Regions from separate parts of the Gossypium hirsutum genome. Here region 2 is linked to region 1. A link is a contact called in public Hi-C data. All regions are on one chromosome and are shown on one strand. Each heading gives the region's core, a stretch centred on a gene start, on an enhancer-like site or on the middle of the called end of the contact. The rest is flanking DNA. Distances are from core to core; before and after follow the strand shown.

What was found. A called contact is a pair of places that touch in the nucleus more often than the background predicts.
Region 2: a Hi-C map of leaf shows a contact between it and region 1, with 3 times the contacts expected there. The contact joins the promoter of LOC107942331 here to the promoter of LOC107934525 in region 1. A contact is called at or near these places in 4 of 34 Hi-C or Micro-C datasets (all in leaf).

What each region holds. Positions count from the first base shown.
Region 1 is chrA01:73,428,085-73,433,386 of Gossypium_hirsutum_v2.1, reverse strand. LOC107934525 (protein BASIC PENTACYSTEINE2) reads left to right here and starts at 3,122. Exons shown (of 2, transcript XM_016866975.2): 1 at 3,122-3,481; 2 at 4,407-5,302. The coding sequence starts at 4,411. The coding sequence ends at 5,259.
Region 2 is chrA01:74,214,285-74,219,586 of Gossypium_hirsutum_v2.1, reverse strand. It overlaps LOC107942331 (zinc finger protein SHOOT GRAVITROPISM 5), which reads right to left and starts at 3,273. Exons shown (of 3, transcript XM_016875988.2): 1 at 2,747-3,273; 2 at 2,253-2,652; 3 at 917-1,815. The coding sequence starts at 2,864. The coding sequence ends at 1,095.

The DNA of each region.
Region 1 (5,302 bases), core at 1,873-4,372:
CAAATTCATAATGACACATATAACAAAATGACCAAGTCCCTGTACATGCCTTATTCTCAAAATGTTTAAAATCATCAGTACCCAAAATAATAGTTTGATAGTGTGATACAATCACCGATGATCTCCAATCCGAGTTAGCTTGGTGACACTATAAAATATGCAAAATAAAATGGAGTAAGCTATATAGCTTAGTAAGCTCGTATGAAAGAAATAAGCAACCCTTACCATACATTGACATGCAAGTAATTTATCATAAGGCAATGTATTTTTTAATAATCTCATGATAAAAAATCATTACCATCACAAACTTACCTTAAAATCGTCGTATCACGAATTAATAATCATAAGCTTTAAGTACATACTTGTACCATCTCGAAATAATTTCATACACATTCTTATCTTTTTCATACCCAATGAACCACTTGGAATAATAAATTCGGATACTCGGGAAACCTTGCACACAAGGTGCCACATATATAGCCATTGTTACCTCTATCTTATATCACATATATGCTCGCTCTCGAGCCAACAACGGGCCTGCTCACACAAGCTGTCAGTCAAGACATAGCTACTCGGTGCTGCTCACACAAGCTGTCAAGTAGCCGCAACATATGCCGGTATACTCAGCCACTAGTAGGACATACAGGACCAGCATCCGGATCACATAACATGAAACCTTAGTGACATGTCACTTGTATCCTAATCTATTCCTAAGGTTCAATTGGGATTTCTCGCTTGCCAAATCATTTTCAAATGTGTCCGTAAGGTCGATTACACAATTTATGCATAAATTAAATCATTTAAAGCACATTTAAAGTAAAACTTATTTAACATGCGAACTTACCTCGGTTACAAAATCGGCCAAAAGGACCTATTCGTCAAATACTTTTTTCCCCCAATCTACACTCGAAATTCATTTTCTTGATCTATAATACCATATTGAACTTATTTAATCATCACATTATTCAATCAGCCCAAAAACACATTATGGCAAAATTTACATTTTTTATCCTAACTTTTCAACTTTTTAACAATTTAGTTCTTAGGCTTGTAAAATGAATTTCTTTCAATATCTTCACAACCCAAGCCTAGCTGAATGTTTTTTATACTCATAACAGCCCACAATTTTCGTTTATTCATACTTTTCTACACATTTTATAGACTTTTACAAATAAGTCCCTATTTGACTTTTTACCTAAAATCACTTTACAAAAGTCATTTAACAAACATCAAACATGCATTTTCTACCATCAAACATCAAAATACAAGCATATTCAACATGTTTAAAATTTTAGACTTTAATTTTCTTTCAAATTAGTCCTTGAAATAGCTAAATCAAGTTACAACGATCTCAAAAATATAAAAATCGTTAAAAACGAGACAAGAACGGACTTACAATCGAGATTGAAAGCTTGGCCAAACCTAGCTATGTCTCCTCTTCTAATTTTCGGCTATGGGGGAATAAATTGAAGAAGATGACATCATTTATTTAGTTATTTTGCCTTTATTTACCAAGTTACCTATTTACCCCTCACTTAAACTTTGAAATTTTACCTACTCTATTTCCATTTTTGTCCATCCTAGAGTATAATGGTCTAATTACCATTTAAGGCCTCTAATTTATAATTTCATAACAATTTACTACCTTTAGCCTATAGAACTCAAATTTTGCACCTATTGCAATTTAGTCCTTCTAGTCAAATTGAGTACTCAATCGCTAAAATTTTTTAATGAAATTTTCACACAATTATTCTATTATGCTATAGACCTTAAAGAAACAGTAAAATAAATATTTTTGCTTCGGATTTGTGGTCTCGAAACCACTGTTTTGATTTGACCCAAAAACGGGCTATTACAAGTATGGAATGTTAATTTTTTTTAGGTGCCTTGGAGGGCATATTGGATCATTTTGAATATAATGTTATGTTTGAATTTGAATTTTTCATTGAGGTGCCAATTGTGGCATATTGGTTAGACACTTAGGATGATTGTTAGAAGTGATATTTGTGGTATGCCTTGGTTGATGTTTTTTAGGTCTATAATTATATCTATGGTTACCATTTGAGCTTTAGGTGTTTTGGGCATGAAATGGACATTTTAAATATTGGTCTTTACCATTTCTAAACTTAAGTATCGATATTTTGGCATTTGGTATTGATACTTGATCATATGAACAATTTTAAAACAAATAGAATGCTAGAATGGTATTAGTATTTTTTCATAAAATATCAATACCAGAAAATAATGTCGATACCCTTATTTCGCATAACAAACAAAATCGTGATTTTGTATCGGTATTTAATATGATATCAATACCCATTCATTACATATCAATATCAACTTTAAAAGTTTAAAATTTTAAAATTTTACAATTGAATCCTATTTCATGCTTGAATTACACAATTCAGTCCTTGCAAACTTTAAATTATTAAATTTCATAATATGTGAATGGAATTTATATAAATTGCATATAATTTTTTGTATTTGCTTGTAACATCTTATTACTAGGGTTCGATGATCGGACCAGGTAAGAGATGTTACAAATTTCACCCATCCGTGCATGTATTATACCCTTAGATTTCTAGATGACCTTTTAGCTAGGATGTTGGCCTTTTCTTTCTCGTGATGTAGTAGGCAGTTGACTTAAGCTGGAAATGAGTAATGTGTATTCTATCAAATAAATTAATATTATTTAACCATTTAAAAAGATTTCACATGTTAATCAACTAAAAATTTGATTGAATTTCACCCTTTTAATCTTTGATCAAAATCTCCAATGCAAGTAGATTATGGTACATTCAAAATATTAGTGAAAAATTTTATAAAAAAAATGAGATAATACTAAATGTTTCTTGATTGAAATAGTAAAAATAAAATTTTAAAAATTATGTTTTTAGTTCAAATCTGTATAGATTTTTTTTAGATTTATCAAAAGATATAAATACTATTGATTAGTTTATAAAATGAATAAATTTTAAAACTTGATTGATGACATTTGATGGGGATTATAAATTATATAGATAAAAAGAAAAAGAGAAGGGAAGGCAGATATTGATAGAAATCTATTGACTATCTTTGTTTTCCATTGTTATAAAATCACATATTTGTCCACATACAAAATGTAGAAAAGAGATATAACAAGTTTTCCTTTTTGTTTGTTTGTTCAAAGGCATATGGCCTACACTCATCCAATAACTTTTTTAGATTATATTTATCTCTAATTAAAATGATTTTATTTATAATTTTCTTTTGATGTTTTTATATTATTTTTAAAAAAGTGAAATTCCTGATATATATAAATCCCCTTTGATAGATACACATTTTTAGGTCTTTCCCATTCTCTCTCTTGATTTTTTTGGGCTTTCTTTTCTCTCTCTTTCTCTTTCGTAGTTTATTTTTTTGCCTTCGCAGGTTTCTCTCTCCTCTCTCTTTCTCTCTCCAGAAAGGGCAAACCCTAAAGAGTCGTTTACACCCCCTCTAAGTAAGTTTTCTCTCTCCTCTCACTTTCCTTTCCCCTCTTTTCTCTTTCTTTGCTTTCTCTTTCTAACAGTTTTTGAATATATGGGTCCTTCCATGCTTATTCTTTGTACTATTAAAACTTTTCATATGTATTTTCATTTATTTATTTGTTTGTCTGTTTGTTTGTTCGAGCTCTGGAGGTGAAATTTATGAAAGGAGATCTAAAGGATGTTATAAAGTTTCCATTTTGAAAGCCCTGATACTGCCATAAAAGAAAAACCCAAACTTTATTTTTTTTTCCTTTTTCAAGATTTTGTTTTTGGTCTATAATAGTAGATCTGATTATGGATTACGATGCGTGCAAAGATTGGACTTTGGGGAAATGTGGGGAATTGGAAATTATTTTGAATCTCAAATTTTCCATCTTTCTGTTTGGTATCTTTAAATTTCTATTTCTGCTGCTTTGGGGATCTTAGATTTTTCCAAATCTGCTATATACATATTTACTGTGGATTTAGATCTTTCGTTTCCATATCATGGATCTGCGATACTGTGAAGGCCGCTCATTGGGGGCTTTTTTCAATTTCCTCCCAATTGAGAGTTAGAAAATGTAACATATTTGCCCCTTTTTGTTTTCTTGGGAATCAAACGGATTGTTAGTCATTCTTTGAATTTTGAATGTTGGTTCTTGTCTGATCTTTTATTTGCTTTCATATGTATTTTGATGTGGCTGAATCTTGCTTCATTCATGTAAATGTGTTAGATTGCTTATTTGAAACATTGTTTTTTGTTTGAATGTCTGTCTTTAATGGTGTTATGTTTTTTTCATGGTCTTTGTGGGTTCTTTAATGGGAATGTTAAGCAGGATTTGAATGGCATTTATGGAATAATGTGAATCATGTTAAAAGTTTAATCATTTTGTTCTTGTTGTTGGTGGCTATGTATAGCTTCATGGATGACGATGCGTTGAACATGCGTAATTGGGGTTACTATGAGCCATCCTTTAAAGGACATCTTGGTCTGCAGCTTATGTCAAGCATGGCTGAGCGGGACACAAAGTCTTTTATTCCAATGCGCGATCCGAATCTCATGGTTACTCCCAATGCTGCCTTTCACCCACGCGACTGCATTGTTTCGGAGGCTCCTATCCCCATGAATTATGTTAGGGATAGTTGGATTAGCCAGAGAGAAAAGTTTTTTAACATGTTACCGGGTATTTCTCCTAACTACGGCATTCTGCCTGAAACTTCAGCTGCTCATTCGCTGCCAATTTTGCAGCCATCACCCAATTCTTCAACAAGAGATGAGAGGGTGGTTGGCAGAGTTGAAGAGTCACCAGCTACCAAGGAAAGTGTGGAGTTGAAGAAAAGGCAGAGTGAGTCTGCCCCGAAGACGCCAAAGACCAAAAAGCCTAGGAAGCCAAAGGATAATACCAATTCTTCTGTTCAACGTGTGAAGCCAGCAAAGAAGAGTATGGATATTAAAATCAATGGGTACGACATGGATATTTCCGGCATTCCGATCCCGGTTTGCTCATGCACTGGAACCCCTCAGCAATGCTATCGATGGGGCTGTGGCGGTTGGCAATCTGCTTGTTGCACCACAAATGTATCCATGTATCCTTTGCCAATGAGCACCAAGAGGCGTGGTGCGAGGATAGCTGGGCGGAAAATGAGTCAAGGGGCATTCAAAAAGGTCCTGGAGAAACTCGCAGCCGAAAACTATAACTTCAATAACCCAATTGATTTGAGGACTCATTGGGCAAGACATGGTACCAACAAGTTTGTCACTATCAGGTAGAGAGCTAAAAGGATGGTATTGACAGCGGGTCTGCATCGCATGT
Region 2 (5,302 bases), core at 2,024-4,523, 790 kb before region 1:
TATTCCATGTGTCGTTCATTCATTTATATTTTCATTAAGAAGACAAAAAATAAACATAAGCTTGGCTTAAATTTACATGCAGACCCTTTGAAATTTAAATTTGCCTAAAATCTAACAAGCAATCCAAGCATTATGTTTTGAACTCTTCTTCTTTTTCTTCCCATTATTTTAATGCTTCCGACAAAAACAAAAAGAAAAATTTATAAAGGGAAAAGCCGCATCAACCGGCTATAGTATTAGGGGAAAGATAAATCCAACACCCTTTGTTTTGTTGTTATCCTTAAATTTTTTTTCAATGTTTTGTTTTTATTATAAACTTTACACATTTTGGTCCAAGTATAACGAAAACCCATCGTGAGTTGCTGAGCTAAAATACAACTTACAAATTTTGTGAGCCTCAGCATGTTTTTCTTTTTCCTTTTTATCTTACTTTAGTAGGAAAACCCATCATAGAGAGTTCTATTCTCAATTTATGGTCTAATCCGGTTCAACTTTAAATATAGTCACAACTTGTATATCTCGAAATATATTGCAACAAAACATATATGTCAGTGCCTAATCTAGGATTATTCAATAAGTTTCACACACACACACTCGTATATATAAGACTTGGGCTAGTGGCTAGAAGAATAATCTGAAATGATAGGTTTCTCTCCAAGCTTTATGATGGGATTCAGCATATTTGAAGTCAAGCGGACGATAAAATGTGCCCTGATGTTTAAAACATTCACATGGCATACCTGCAGGTGTAGCAGTGCAATAAGAGGTTGAGAAAATCTCAAGGCATGACCATTTGTTCATATATCTCATATAGATACTGTACTTCACACTGCATTTAATTAAATTGCAATGTCTACCCCCGCCCCCCCCTTTTTTCTATTAAACAAATGAAGATATAGTAAATCAATTCAAGAACTGCTTAAAACGACCATTTTCTTCTTCTTTTTCTTATATCAAATCCACGATAGTGGTTAGAATAAGTGAAGAAAAACTAGTTGACAAAGCAAAGAAAAACTCAACGTGCAGATCAAAGAACAAAGAGATTTAAGGGCTAATGGGGGTTGATCATTCATCATTGCATGATCAACTTGCCGTCACTCTCCTTCCCCTTCTGTTGTGGCTGAAGACATGTAACTCATAGCAAGTGAGGTCTCATCATCTGGACCAGCAGCTGTTGATGTTTGGAACTGATGCTTGCAAGTTTGACAAGTGATCTGCATGATTGTAGCACTTATCTTCTTTGTGGCTTGATCTTTCAAGGCTTGAGCTTTCTCCAGTTCACCTTGCGCTTGTTGCCTTATCCTCTTTGCACTAGCGAACTCAAGCTCAGCCATCTCGATCTGTCTCTTAGCTTCTTGTCTAGCCTTTTCGGCGTAGGCCTTCTCGGCCATGGCCAACTTTAGCTGCCCACTTGCGAACTCTTTCAACCTACTAGCTTCCAATGTCGTTTTACTTGCATTCTTTTCGCCACCGTCGTTGGACCCTATCGATAGCTTCAAATGAGTAGCGTACTCCTCATCTGAATCCCTCGAGTTAGCGGTTGATGAAGGTAGAAGTTGAAGTTCAAGATTGTGTTGCAGATGTTGGCGCTGATGGTCTGAACCAGACACACGCTTGTACAAGAAAACAGGCTCCGTTGATTTTGTAATCGGCAATCCATGCAATGGGGCGATGCTAAAGTTGGCATCGCTTGAAGGACTAGTGCTTGAAGCCGTCCGAGAGGAGCAGGCTGCTGCAGGTTGCAGCTGCGCCTGCAACTCAGGTTGAACTCGTCGAGTGGTGCAAGCATCTTGGTGTTCAATGAAACTCTCCACCCTGAAACGACACAGATTAGATGAGAATTTGGACTGTTCCAGGTTTTTTTTTTTAAATAATCAAGTTTGGATTAAACAAACTAAGTCAAGGAAGCAACCAAGTCCTCTTCATGTAGGGTTAACGAGGAACAAAGCAATATAAAATTGATTTTAGTTAACTATAGGTCGGATTATGAGACTAGGTTTCCTGTATGAAAATACTAATTAAAAAATGAACTGGGGTCTGAATTCTAGTGTCTGTAAACAACTATTTTGCGTGTAATTGGGTTTTAATTAAGTAAACAAACAAAAACATGTTATGGGGAATAGGGAAGAGGAAATCATTCTTGGATTTTGAGGGTATTTTTAGGGTTTGAATGTGGAAAAAAAATTGAGAGGAAAGAGGAAAGAGAAGGAGGTTGTATTTTTGGGGGTATGAAGAAGTGAAGTGAGAGTGACCTGGAAAAGACACGGCCACAGTCACAAGAATGGCCCCGGGTGCCACAAGTCTTGAGATGAGCCTTGTAATCAGACTGAACAGCGTAACCTTTAGAGCATTTCTCGCAAACCCACTGTTTCTGATTGCTGTGTTTCCGCCGGAAATGTTTCTTGATGCCAACCAGATCACCTAAAGCATGGCAAGGGTCATGATGCAAGCAGGTTGGCTCGGGGCAAACGAACACCCTCTTCTTCACCTCTTGTGATTCCCTTTTCAGCAGCTTCCATGGCACCTTATGCCTTCTCCTATGCATTTGCAGGTTCTGGTCTCTTTGAAACCCTTGGTTGCAGATCTCACAAACATATCTATCCGATTCCAGCAACGTTTTCGGAGATAAAGAAACCACCTCTGCATTAGGATCTACAAACACAAAATCAATTCAATTATGAACAAAACAAAAAACAAAAGAATAGGGTATTTAACTAATGAATTAAAACATATAAGCTAGTACAACCTGGCGTGCCTGCTGGCTTTCTTTTTCTTTTATGGGTGGCCCCATTTTCCAAAGGAGTGAGGGGATCAGAGGAGGAAGATGGAAGGGGTGCAGCAGAAATTGAAGAGTTGTCTAACATAGTGATGGTTTGCAGTTCACTATATGTGTGGTGTGGGTGATGGAGTTTGAAGTGAAAAAACAAATCAATCAATCTTGCTTTAGCTGTACAGGTGGTGGAGGGCTTGGCTTGGAGTAGCTAGTGGGGGAGAGGAAATTCAGCTTTACTGATAATACTACACAAAGGAAAATGGGGATCAGAGAGAGAGGGAAGGGAACATGGAGAAGAAGAAAAAGCTATTGCTTTCTGCCATCAACTTTCTTTCTTTTAAGCTTTATTTAAAAAAAGTTTTCTTGGTTTTGCTGTTTCAATTAGACCCCCACCATGAACAGGTAAGGTTGAGCAAGTCTTACTTATAAAGCTCCTTTGAATGAGAGAGAGGAGGAGAGGGGGCTGATTCAATCACAAATGCTTGTGTTTTGGGAGCCCACACCCACATAACAACACACAGGCATTTGGACAGGAACAAAAAAACATCCTCACAACAAAACAAACTGTCATTATTCAATCACACAGTAATTTGCATGAATTTATTTCTTTATTATTCATATATTATTCCTATTTGTATATATGAATAGTAACTGCAGGCCACACCACCCTTCCATTTCCACCTGACCTCTTTTTTTTTTTTTTTCATTTCCCTTTTGTGAGAAAAAGTTGAGATGTAAATCTTGGGGGGAGGGGTGAAAATGGATTATTTGTTTGATTAAGCAAAATGTGAACTAAAACCCTAAATTAGTACTGTTTTCTTTCAGTTTTTCTAAAGATGAGGGAAACAAGATTTGTCACTTTCAAGAAGGTTGAAATCATTTCTATAAGAGATTTTTTTTTTCTTTCTTTTTCTTTTAGTTATTTAAAATCTCCTCCCCCATCCTTCAAAATTTGCCCTATTCCTCATTATGTAACTCTTTCTCCAATAAAGAAAAAGGGATATTGGAACCCTAATAATTCTATTTGCCAGAAAGTTACTGTTATATCACTCAGCTAATGAGTTCAAAAAAGTTATTGTGGTAGATACTGATTTTGGCTATACATATAAAAAAAAGTTGAAAAAATAAAGTTTTGAATGAAAAATATTTGAGCTAAAGATAGAATTAGAGTGATGAAATTCAACTCAATTGAAGAACCTATCTACATTGTGATATTATTTTATTTTGATATATTATATATAAGATCATATTGACTGTATATGAAATAGGTTTGCATGGGTTCCAACAAACACTCGTATCCTTTTATCATAAAACATCGTTAATTATCATCATGGAATTGTGTAAACCCTATAGAGGTTTAAATAATATATCGATAAATATTAACAGAATCTTTTTACCACCCCACTTATTCAATCAACATTTTAATTCAATTATCAAATAACTAAATTTTTAGTAGAATCAACTTCTATATTTTTATTTTAATCATTTAAAACAATTCACTTATAACCAGAGGCAAAATTTGAAATTTTTTTAAGGGACTAAAATTAAATTGTAATTTTTGTGATAGTAAAAATACAATTTTACCATTTTAATAGCCTATATCTTTATAATTTTTAAATGATTAAATCAAAATTTTATCATTTTAAGGGGTTAAAGTATAATTTTACTTTTACTAATTTAAAATTTTAAAGGGCCTAAATGAAAAGTTTTCCATGTTGAGGAGATGGGGGCTCCTGCCATCCCCACACAGTAAGAATAGTTATGAAGTACATTTCTCTTATTAAATTACTTCTTTATAACAACATATTATTTAAAAATTTAAGTAAAATTATAATTTTTAGCATATAAACAAGTCTATTAATTATATTTATTAATAAAAATGATTTTAATTAAAATATTATTACAATAAAAAAATTAAATTTTACATGAAAAAATCTATTAATTATATTTTATTAAATAAAAATGATCTTCAATGAGTGAAATTAAAAATATTAATTCAATAAACTATTAAGTTTTTTAATTAAATATTTTACAATAAATTTAGAATATCATAAACTTATAAATTGATCTCATGTATATATTTTTTAAAGGTAGATAAGTTATACTAATTAATTGAACTCGTTAGTTTTATGAACTTCATAATTAATTATGTGAAAGAATGTAAAATAAAATATACATAAAAGTAATAATTTTGCACATGCTATACACATTTTAGTTTTGTTTGATTTGATTCTCACTTTATTTCTATTTTGAACATAATTCTCACTTATTTTATATGGTATGATATGGTAAGTTTAAAATAATTATCTGTTTATAACAACATGTTATTATAAGTATATAACAGACAGAACTTTAAGAAATAAACATAGATGTTATAGAAAAATTGATAGTAATAATTTGTATTATATGAATTTTGATGGTAATACTAATATTTGCATCTGTGTTATTACTGTATCTGAAATTATTAGATCTATAGTAGCTACCTTTAATCACTGGCTTAAAGCAGCTACATAGGATAGAGACATGTTA